Linked DNA regions of Mus musculus: regions 2 and 3 are each linked to region 1. Evidence: chromatin contacts called from public HiChIP or PLAC-seq and promoter capture Hi-C data. All regions are on one chromosome and are shown on one strand. The core of a region is the stretch at or near the end of the contact, and the rest is flanking DNA. Distances in the headings are between cores, read along the strand shown. Region 1 holds the start of Dph3 (diphthamine biosynthesis 3). Region 2 overlaps Colq (collagen-like tail subunit (single strand of homotrimer) of asymmetric acetylcholinesterase). Region 3 overlaps Sh3bp5 (SH3-domain binding protein 5 (BTK-associated)).

Region 1 (3,318 bases), core at 801-3,300:
ATGTAGGTATGTACCCCACATGTGTGGGGGGTGCCCGTGAGGGAAGAAGAGGGCACCAGATTCCCTGGGGCTAGAGTTGCAGGTGGCTGTGAGCCACCACTGTGGAAGATGTAAATGGCCACTCCTTTTGGAAGCTCTTAGCCTCTAATCCATCTCCCCAGACCCAATAACACTTTATTTTTGTACAGAGAGCTGGTGTCAGCACTAGAACCAGAATCTAAAAGTATACTGAAGTTTAGCCCTGAGGTCATTAGTTAATATGCAGTGTCTCATAAATATCTTAGCTAGGGAGCAACCAGTTCCCAGAAATAAACACATCACAACTATCAAGTTTTTATATTTCAGATCAATATCTGGTCATTCAAATATGTAACCTCTTCAAAATGAGTAATAAAAAGAATGCCTTTGTGTGTTTCCCAACATATACCTGCAACAGTAACTACTTGTAAATGAAGTTCACACTCTGATCTTTCATGCTGGTTTATGCCAGCTACCACAAAAACTTTCCCAGTTACTACACATCCTCTACAGTGTGATTCCCAAGGAGTCAGTCCCTAGTCTGTCCATTGTTCTTTGCTCCATAAACCATTTTAAAATAAGAATGAATCATTACATTTCTATTATTGTCTAAATTAACACCTGCTTCTCCCACAAAGTTCTGTGCTTTGGTCCAACTTACCCTATAGTCATTTTAGAATTTATCCTCTAGACTGTTACATTCTGTACTTAGACTCCAAAGCACTAACTGAGCTTTGGGTGGGAAGTAAAGATATTTACCCCTTTTCTATTGCCATTCCTAATGGATACAAAGGAACATGGAACTGTAACATTACATCTAGGAACTATATCTCAAACAAGGTAGATTCTGTACATAAGCTAGGCAAGCAATAAAATGCAATCTTCTAAAAATATCCTAGAGCTCTGAACAAACTAAATATTAAATACAAGAGAAATGTCAAAAGGAAGAACATCAATTAAAATAACCATAATTTTTCATTCCTGATTAAGTCATCAATTTTCATTACAAAGCAATTTCTTTATTGCCCTTTCCAAAGTGATCATAAGTTACATAAAAGGCAGATCTCTGTGAATTCAAGGCCAGCCTGGTTCACATCATGAGTTCCAGTATAGCCAGGGCTACTTAAGGTCCCTGTCTCAAAAAACAAACCAACACCCAACACTCTTCCGCCCTTTTCTATCAGACAGGCTCCTTTAGGCCCTTGTCATTAGCTCACACCACCCATCCCCTTTAACATATCCCTTACTTTGTCATAAATCACTTTTATAATGAGTGAGCAGCTAGGACACGTGGCCACATCTTCTCCATTTTCCAAATCTTCCTACAACGCAATCAAACAACATATGGTCAGCATAGCCTTTCGTCAACTTCCCATAAATCTCTCCTATGTCTATGGGCAAGTCTTTAGTTGGGTAACAACACAAAGAACTTTCCTCCCAAGTGTCATCTAGGAAAAAAAAACAGGGAGATTAGATTGGTTCGATCGCCTCCAAAACCCTGGGGTACAAAATCAAGTTCCCTTCTTCAAAGAAGCTCCCAGGGGAAAAAAAAATAGAAAAAAAAGAAAAACACTTAGGGGCGGGACTACGGAGAACAGCGCCCTTAACCCGACCCTGTATGCTAGACAGCCTAGGTTACTACTTTAGGGGCGGGGGTTCGGAAGAACACGTGGGTAACTGAGCCTTCCCAGGGACACCGGAAGCGACAATGCGCAAGCTCGAGGGATCGCCGGCGGGCCCTTTAGAGTACCTTGGTGATGGCAAAGTTATCCCCACAGGGGCAAGGGTAGAAATATGTCTCCGAGTCCTCGTCATATTGAAAGTCCTCGATCTCCACCTCGTCGTGAAACACCGCCATGGTCACCCGGTCGGCACCGCATCAGCTTGCCTACCTGCGCCCAGGCAGGGTAAGGCCCGGTCTTCCCGGTCCACCCTGGCGCAGGAACAGTCACTTCCGGACGCACAGGCGATGACGTAACTTCTACCGCCGCGGCCAAAAGGGTGACCCGGTCGCGGTCGCCATGGAGATAGCGCCGGAAAGATGGTGCTTCCTGCGCAGCAGCGTTGCGCAGTTCTCCGTCCACTGGGTGCCAGCGACCAATAGTGTGAAGGGCTCCCTCTCATGGCGGTTACGTCAGTCCGGGGCCCGGGGAGTTTGGGCTTGGGATATAAACGAGTTTTCTATGCAGGTGGAGTCTTGTCCTCCATAGCTGACTTCAGAGGACATTAAAAGAATTGGCGGAGGCTACGCCCTCTTGAAAGGGGGAATCATTGAGGCTCAGGGAGCCACACAGCGTCCTCTCCAGTTCTCGGCCCACAGCGCTCCTGCAATTGCGTTTCAGGCGACCTTGAACTCTGAGTGACTCTTGGCCTGTTATGAGTTCTTGCCTGCAGGTACATCACTGCCTCTCTCACCCCAGCCACTTTCTGATACCCCGGTTGTGTTGTAGAGAACCAAGATCTGCAAGACAGGGGCGAGTTCTAGCCATATTTTAAATATTCACTGCAGTGGTGGGCACAGTAGCTTTTAATTATTGGGGTTTTTAGTGGGCAACCTATATGTTAAACTTGATCTTGAGGTTCAAAAATCCATTTTATTCATCTTTAACATAGATTTAGAGACTGGGCATCTTGCCCAAGATTGCATACCTAGGCCATAACGATGAGCCTAGCTGTCTCTAAAGCCCAGGAACAAATTATTTATGTGAACTTTAGTTCTCGGTAAAAGGAATGGTGTTCCTGGTATTTTCGTCAGCGTGCAGCCTCTTCTTTGAGAAGCACGTTGTTCCGAGAGCCGTGCTGGGCTTGTTCCGGTTACAACCAGGGACTTTGGAGTAGTGCTAAGCAGTTACTCATCTCACTGGAGGAGTGCAGTGTAGTGAAAAGTAGTATGGCAGAACTGGATTCCAGTTTGACTTGAAGAGCTCTGGGGGTTGGAAAATTACATTCTTTGGTTCTTACATCCTCTTCTGAGAGTAGATCCTTTGGAATCTAACATTCTTTTGCACGAGAATGAATAGTTCAGCAGTCATGTATGACTTATGTAGTTTACATTTCTGTAACAGTGTTTAAGTATGTACAGTTGTGTGCATAAATTACCAATTTTGTGCATGTTTAAAGGACACTATATTTTGAAGCCTTTTTGAAGTGTGAAAACCTATGGGCAGAGAAGCCTTTGGGAGGAAAAAACCCAGAACTTAAGTGTATGGAAGGTTGTTTCAAAGATCTCCATTCCTTTTTTTTTTTTTTTTTTTAACATAATTGAAGATCTAAATAGCAATTAGGAGATCTTTGTAGCCT
Region 2 (3,028 bases), core at 521-3,020, 540 kb before region 1:
GCTTCCAGAGAACCCCATCTCAGCTATGGGTTATAGAAGAATGGCCTTTGTGAACAAGGGTGAGAACATAGACTTGGGGGTGAGGGTGGGGGATCTCTCTTGAGCTCTACACTCGGTGGCTCACTTCAGAGTTAGCTGGGGACTCAAAAGACTCAGCCAAGAGCCCAAAGATGCCAGATGCTGGCGTGTACACTCTACTTTTGCCTTCCATGCTCATGGCAGACATTACTAATTGACCCAGACCTTGATGCTTCAGAGCATGGGACCACCACAGGCCTTTCTCCAGGACAGCATTCAACACAGTCACTGAGCTGTGTCTGGTCTTGCTATTTGGACCATACAAAGGTCTGTTTGTGGCTTCTGTTGCTAATAAAGCCACTAGCATCCTTTAGGATGGATTTGCTCTGTCTTCAATCCCAGTCAAGTCCTAGAACTTAAGAGCCACCACCCACTCTGACTTCAGCAATGTTGCCTGCTGGCTCTTTCTCTGACACTAATGATGGCGTGTGGCTGGTTTACTCAGAGCCACTGTAATGTCCAAAGCAAAACTATTCACTCCTGTCTACTTGAGCACTTTATTCCAGTTTAATGAAGGTCATTTTGTGTCACTGGCTGGGGACCTGAAGAGTCCCCATTGGGTGGCAGGATGAAGTTGGGAAAGTGTGGCCAGGCTCAGCAGCCTCTGGAAGGAGTCAGCCAGATGCTAGCAGCCACAGGATCCAGCTCTTAACCAAAGTGTTGGCAGAAAGGGCAAACATGCTGGCATCATCAGCGGGGTGCCAGCACCAGAGTTCTGCCAGGGAATTGGTGCCCACCAAACACACTTGCATGTACATGCAGCGCAGTTACCCGACAGAACAGCATGGGTCCTACCTTCCTTCCTGGGCGGCCAAGGTCCCCCTGTGCATAGAGAAAACAGAAAAAGCTTGTTTGAAAGAGAAGTTCTAGGATCAGAGAACTTAATAGGGCTGAGGCCTAGGCATGCTGTGGCTCTCAGTTGGTCACTTGACCAGTTATAGCACGCCTGCCATGCCAGTGGACCGAAGCAGGACACACCAATAGCACCCACTACTATAGCTGCATCTATTCATTGCATCACTCCCTGCTTCATCTGCTAAGACAGAATGAGCACGTATTTTGAAGTCCCAACCAGAACATTCTCAGGGGCACGGCCAGAAAGCAAGCAGTGACTGTCAAGATGAGGCAGGAGTAAGAAAGCAGCGGCTCATACCTTTTCTCCCTTTGGTCCTGTCTTGCCAGGAAGCCCAGGTGGACCCTACACAATGGAGAGAAAAGGTGAAGAAAACATACCTAAACAAGGAGAGACTGCAGGGGAGGGGTTTAGTGGGAGACTGCAGAACTGGACCTTTACAGAGCGGGCTGACTCTGTGTGTGTGTGTGTGTCTGTGTGTGTGTGCGCGTGCGTGTGCGTGTGTGGTGGTGGTGGTGGGGGAGCTGGGGGCTGGGAGCTGGGGGGAGGGCTCCAGGGATGCCTGCAGGGGCCTCTCGGCCCTGCGGCCCACTCTCCTCACCATCCCTCTTCCTCGTTTCTCAGCACTGTATCTTGGCACCATTGGTGTCACTCACTGGACTTTCATTTTCTCCCTAGAACCTTCAGTGTTTAATAAGAGCAGCCTCAGAGTCCTGGAGAAGCCCCACTACTGAGACCGTGATGTTTCTTGGCCTCAGGGATCCTTCACTACGCTGGCTACAGTTCTCTGAGGCCCTGGCAGGAAGGAGAGTTGAGTTCTGCACGGAGAGCAGCTGATTCTGATGTCCCCAGGGAGGAGCTGGGCATGGTGGCCCACTCCTGTAATCTCAGAACTCAGGAACTATAGGCAGGAGGATCAGGAATTCAAGGCCAGCCTTGGCTGCCCAGCAACTTCATGGCTAGCCTGGACTACATGAGATCCTGTCTTATAGATAACAAACAAAACAAAAGAAAAAAAAAAAAGATGTCCCACAAATGATCTGTGGGTTTCAGGTGGGGAATACTCTCCTCCCAGAAACTTTCATTAATGGAAGGAAAAAAAAACGAATGTTTACAATGGATCTCATTGAGAGACTCCAGCAGACATTGTAAAAGAAAACCTCCAGTTTTGTACATTCACTGCTAGAAGTGCCTGCCTTCTGCTCACATATCTCTGGAAAGCTCATGACTTCCAAATTCCTGAGGTTAGCAGAGAGGGATCCACCCAAATCCCTTGGCCTCCATACCTCTACTGTCTGCAAGTGATCAACATGACAGCCTGTTGGAAGTGTGGTTTCTCCAAAACTTGTCCAAATGACTCCAGGATCCCCAGGATTTTTGGAAAAAACAAAAAAACAAAAACCAAAAAAAAACCAAAGCTCAGGCCACACCCAGACCAATCACATGACCATCTGGGGAGGTGGGAGTCAGAGAGCTTTGAGAGTGTTTGAGTTCCCCAGCGATCCTCAGGTGAAGATACAGTTGGGAGGAACCACCTTGGGTTATCTGCCTTCTGATTTAGGAGGTAAAGGCTGGGAAGTTGCTTTCTATTTCCAAGCCTTTTCTTTCTTGAAATGGTTACAACTGTTTTTACAAGATCATTGAGCTTAGCACACACCAAGCAAATATAGATTCTGATCGAATGGAGGTGTGTGTGTGTGTGTGTGTGTGTGTGTGTGTATCCCTCCCTTCCTTCCTTCCTTCCTTCCGTCCTTCCTTCCTTCCTTCTTTTCTCCCTTCCTGTGATAGAAGTCTTACCCTGGTTGGCCTGGTACTCATGACTAACTCAAGGCAGTCTTCTTGCCTCCACCCGCTGAGTGCTGGGATCATAGGCCTAAATCAATGCACCCAGTGAGACTGCATGTCTAACCAGTTCCCATATGATGCTACTTAGAGATCTCACATTGCACAGACTCCATGGGTGCGCAGCGGAGCCTCTGTGTGACTCAGACTTGCAGGAGCTCAGAGGTACACTAGTATGAATGGAACTGCCATTCTGAGGTGACCAGAGGATCCCCTCCTTCCATGTGCTCAGTTGGTTCTCATCCACATCAAGAC
Region 3 (3,329 bases), core at 342-2,841, 670 kb before region 1:
ACCCTCACCAGACCACCAGCAAACTCCCAGAAAACCTTCAAAGAAGTAGGTAGGATCTGCACAGAGGCCAGAGGGAACACGTGGGGTTGTGGAGATGGCGGGTGGGAGAGCTGATCCCAAGAAGAGCGCAATGGCCTTGCTTGGCTGAGAAGAGGGAGTGGCGACATTTTCAGGCATCAGAGGGAGCCAGATGTTTGCCATGTGGAAAGGGCCTTCCTCACAATTAACCTTAAGAACTTGTGCTGTTCATGTGGAAATGTAGGGTCTCGTGGGGCTGAAGGAGACTTGGATCAATTCTTCTAACTCATCCCCTTAGCATCTCAGACTGTGGGCTTGGCAGATGGGTCTGACAACACAGCCGACCTTCCAGAATACATGAAGGTACGTGCTTTGCTGCCCTTGGGAGCTCCAGAGCCCAGATCGCACTTCTGACACAGGCGTTGGCCCCAGGCCTGGGTCATGGTCATCAGGGTTTTGTGTTGCATTCAGCGTTCTCCTCCTAGAGGGAAATGGGAATTTCCTAAGGCTCAGGAAGTGCACAAGCTTTCCCAGTACGGGGTGCCTGGAACGTTATAGGATGGAGCCCTGCCCTTGGTTACACAAGCCCTAAGCGAGGGCTGGCGTCCTCCTCAGATGCTGTCTGCAAGCTGTCCATCCATCTCAGCTCCCGAGTCATCACCCATGCTGGGGAGGGATAGGAGAGCTTGGCTGGTTGGCTGGTTTTGTTGTTTTGCTTTCTGCTTTTTGAGACAGGATCTCCCTCTGTAGCACAAGCTGACCTTGAAAACTTACAGCCCTCCTGCCTTAGCCTCCCTGGGAGGCTGGGATCCAGCGTGTGATGGAGTTCAGGAAAATGACCTGATCATATTTGGAACTTATCACACTGTCACAGGGTTTTGAGTATTTCTGAAGATGCCTTGGACTGTTCTTTTGGGGCCCAGCAGCCTGGCTAACATCCTTTCAAGACTCTATATACTCAAGGGCACAAGGGTGGGGGTGGGGGGTAGTGGGCAAAAGACAGGTCTAATAATCATGTTTTCCCAACAATGAGCTATACCTCTAGGTATTGCGTGATCAGCTCCATCCAGCCACCACAGATTAGAAAGTGGTCATAGCTAACAGGTTCCTCTTTCCTGAGATAAAGTAATTTACTTTTATTTATTTTTTTACCAGTAATTATTTAATTATTCACTCTACATCTGGGTCACAGTCCCTCTCATCCCAGTCCCCACCTCACATAGCCCCTCCCCCATCCCCCCCTCACTGCTGGACAGGCAGGCAACAGAGTCAGAGACAGCTCCCGCTCCAGTTGTTGGGGGAGGGGGTAACCTGATCTGGTTCTTAATTTTGCCAGAAATCTTGTCTTCTTGAGTGACAATTTCCCCAGAGGACTGACATAAAGGAGCCCACAAACCCAAATCTTCCCCACCTGCCCAACCAACAGCCTCAACCCCAGGGCTCAGCCTCTGGCAGAGCGACTCTGGGCCCAAGAACGGTCACGTGATAGTCTAGCCGATCAGCAAGGATACTCCCAGCCACAGTGATTGTGGACAAAGAGGCTGAAGCACCAGAACTAATGAGGCTTCACTCTAAAGAGTTTCTGAAACTTAGCAAAAGAAACTTCCCCATTGAGTTGGCTAACAGGATGGGTGGAGGCATGGAGTAATTTTGAACTGTCACCCTGGAGCCAGGAGACGGGACAGAGGTGTGGCAGAAGGGCCCTGCAGCCCCCTGCTCTACTGCTCTCTTACTTAAGGCAGCCCCCCACCCCCATCGTTCCTTTACCCTTGCTTTCTGTTTCCTCCAAAGGACCTGGAATTGGACTTCTATCAAATGCAATTAAAGTGGACCTTTAAAAACCACAAGACTGACCTAGAGACCTTTAGCTAGTTACTATATTGGTTACATTTAAGTGGGCAGGGAGAGGAAGGCATCCTACCCCTCCATCAGCATTGTAATAAAGTGCAACTAAGTCACTGGCGGACTTCTGCCACTGGAGCTGAGTTGACAAGATGGAACTGAATTAAGAAGATTTCCTTAGATACTATCTGAACAGCTGGTTGCCACAGACTGGTGCCTTCTGCTTCACTCCCTAGTAAAGAAAAGACCTCACTCTGGTTTCCTGTCACCTACATCAAAGTCAAATGATCCCCCAAAATGGAGTAGGAACACTTCAGGCTTGAGCGCACGGAACATTGTTTTTTTGTTTTTCTTTTCTGGGAGATGGGTAATTCCTAAGGGTAAACACCTCTGGAAGATGGGCAGGGGCACCCGAGAGTAGTTGGAGCTCCTCAGAGGTGGAGGCAGGAGGATCTGGAGTTCAAGATCCCCATCCCCCAAAAAGCAAGCCGTTTACAAGCCCAGGGCTGGTAATCTGAGTTTTCAGATGGCTTGCCATAAAGCCCGGGCTGGCCAGGGACTTACTCTAAGTGCCGGTGTTCATAGGCGTGTGCCACCACACCCAGCAATCCAGCTGACTTAAAACTCTGCCCTCCAAGAGAGTTCTAAACTGGTTCCCTCTGCGTGATGTCTTAGATCTTCAACCTAGGTGACTCACATGGAGGGTAATTTATTTAAGCAGAGAATTGCTGACAGTGGCAATCTCTCTGCTTCAATGTGTCAGTGTGTCAAAAACACGGCCCTGCGTAGAATAAGAACTCCAGCTAAGACATCCCGAGCCAGCGAGCCTCAGGAACAGCGTGCCAGTGTCACACACTGGGGACAAGTCCCTGCTTTCTGGCCAATCGGCTTATCCAAGCTTCTACTACCTCACTTGTAAACTGAGAATAATGAATGGCTTCATGGAGGTGTCCCCAGAAGCAGGGGCACAGCCACAGGATGTCAGCTTTTTAAAAATAACTGTCCTACATATCAGAGATGACATGTACTTCAAAGGCTCCTTGGTGATGCTGTTTATAAATACACAGCTTTGGATTGGGGAGAGAGGCCTCAAAGGCATGAGCTGAGCCTGGAAATGACCCTGTACGACAAGCTCAACAGGAACCACAGGCCCAGCACATAGATAAGACAACCAGAGCCAGGTGACACGGTCTTTTTGAGGCTGCATGGTAGGCAAGTATCTCACTCTAGACAGTGAGCCTTTTAATCCAGTGTGCACTGGTCCCCAGTGGTTCCCTTAGCATGGTCTACAGACCCACTGGGAAGGGGGTCCTTCAGACCTCTCCTGAGAGCCTGATGCTGAAACCCATTTTCATAGTAAAGTGGGACTCTCGACTTTGTCCTTTTTAAACTATAGTGTACATGATGTGTACAGGTGCATGTGAGCATGGCCCTCATGTGGAGGCCAGGGGATGAATCTGTACAGTTCA

The links. Promoter capture Hi-C pulls out the DNA fragments that hold promoters and counts their contacts. HiChIP or PLAC-seq counts read pairs in DNA pulled down with a chosen protein or histone mark.
Region 2: a contact with region 1 is called in an H3K4me3 HiChIP or PLAC-seq map of pro-B cells, with 2.5 times the contacts expected there. The contact joins the enhancer-like site here to the promoter of Dph3 in region 1. A contact is called at or near these places in 5 of 39 promoter capture datasets (the 3T3-L1 cell line, the C10 cell line, HPC-7-derived erythroid cells and 2 more), 1 of 15 datasets of contacts at CTCF or cohesin (large pre-B cells), 11 of 115 datasets of contacts at active chromatin or transcription factors (the 230-238 cell line, SST interneurons, cardiomyocytes and 7 more) and 2 of 9 other capture datasets (adipose tissue and liver).
Region 3: a promoter capture Hi-C map of hematopoietic stem and progenitor cells shows a contact between it and region 1, with 3 times the contacts expected there. The contact joins the enhancer-like site here to the promoter of Dph3 in region 1. A contact is called at or near these places in 1 of 39 promoter capture datasets (hematopoietic stem and progenitor cells), 3 of 115 datasets of contacts at active chromatin or transcription factors (acute myeloid leukemia, microglia and pancreatic cancer cells) and 1 of 9 other capture datasets (pancreatic islet).

The regions. Positions count from the first base shown.
Region 1 is chr14:32,083,642-32,086,959 of GRCm38.p6, forward strand. It overlaps Dph3 (diphthamine biosynthesis 3), which reads right to left and starts at 2,051. Exons shown (of 3, transcript NM_172254.4): 1 at 1,769-2,051; 2 at 1,266-1,340. The coding sequence starts at 1,876. It overlaps Oxnad1 (oxidoreductase NAD-binding domain containing 1), which reads left to right and starts at 2,087. Exons shown (of 8, transcript NM_145460.2): 1 at 2,087-2,412.
Region 2 is chr14:31,548,226-31,551,253 of GRCm38.p6, forward strand. It overlaps Colq (collagen-like tail subunit (single strand of homotrimer) of asymmetric acetylcholinesterase), which reads right to left. Exons shown (of 17, transcript NM_009937.2): 4 at 1,232-1,276; 5 at 874-900. Among named protein-coding and RNA genes, the nearest start is that of Colq, 28 kb to the right of the region's middle. Within about 2 kb of position 1,771, at least 12 of the 459 cell types and tissues checked have an H3K27ac peak or open chromatin away from gene starts, as enhancers often do. A contact at or near this core is called in extraembryonic endoderm stem cells and pro-B cells, where this site is marked.
Region 3 is chr14:31,412,325-31,415,653 of GRCm38.p6, forward strand. The region is part of intron 2 of Sh3bp5 (SH3-domain binding protein 5 (BTK-associated)); the gene reads right to left. Among named protein-coding and RNA genes, the nearest start is that of Gm35907, 21 kb to the right of the region's middle. Within about 2 kb of position 1,592, at least 117 of the 459 cell types and tissues checked have an H3K27ac peak or open chromatin away from gene starts, as enhancers often do. A contact at or near this core is called in acute myeloid leukemia, hematopoietic stem and progenitor cells, microglia and 1 more, where this site is marked.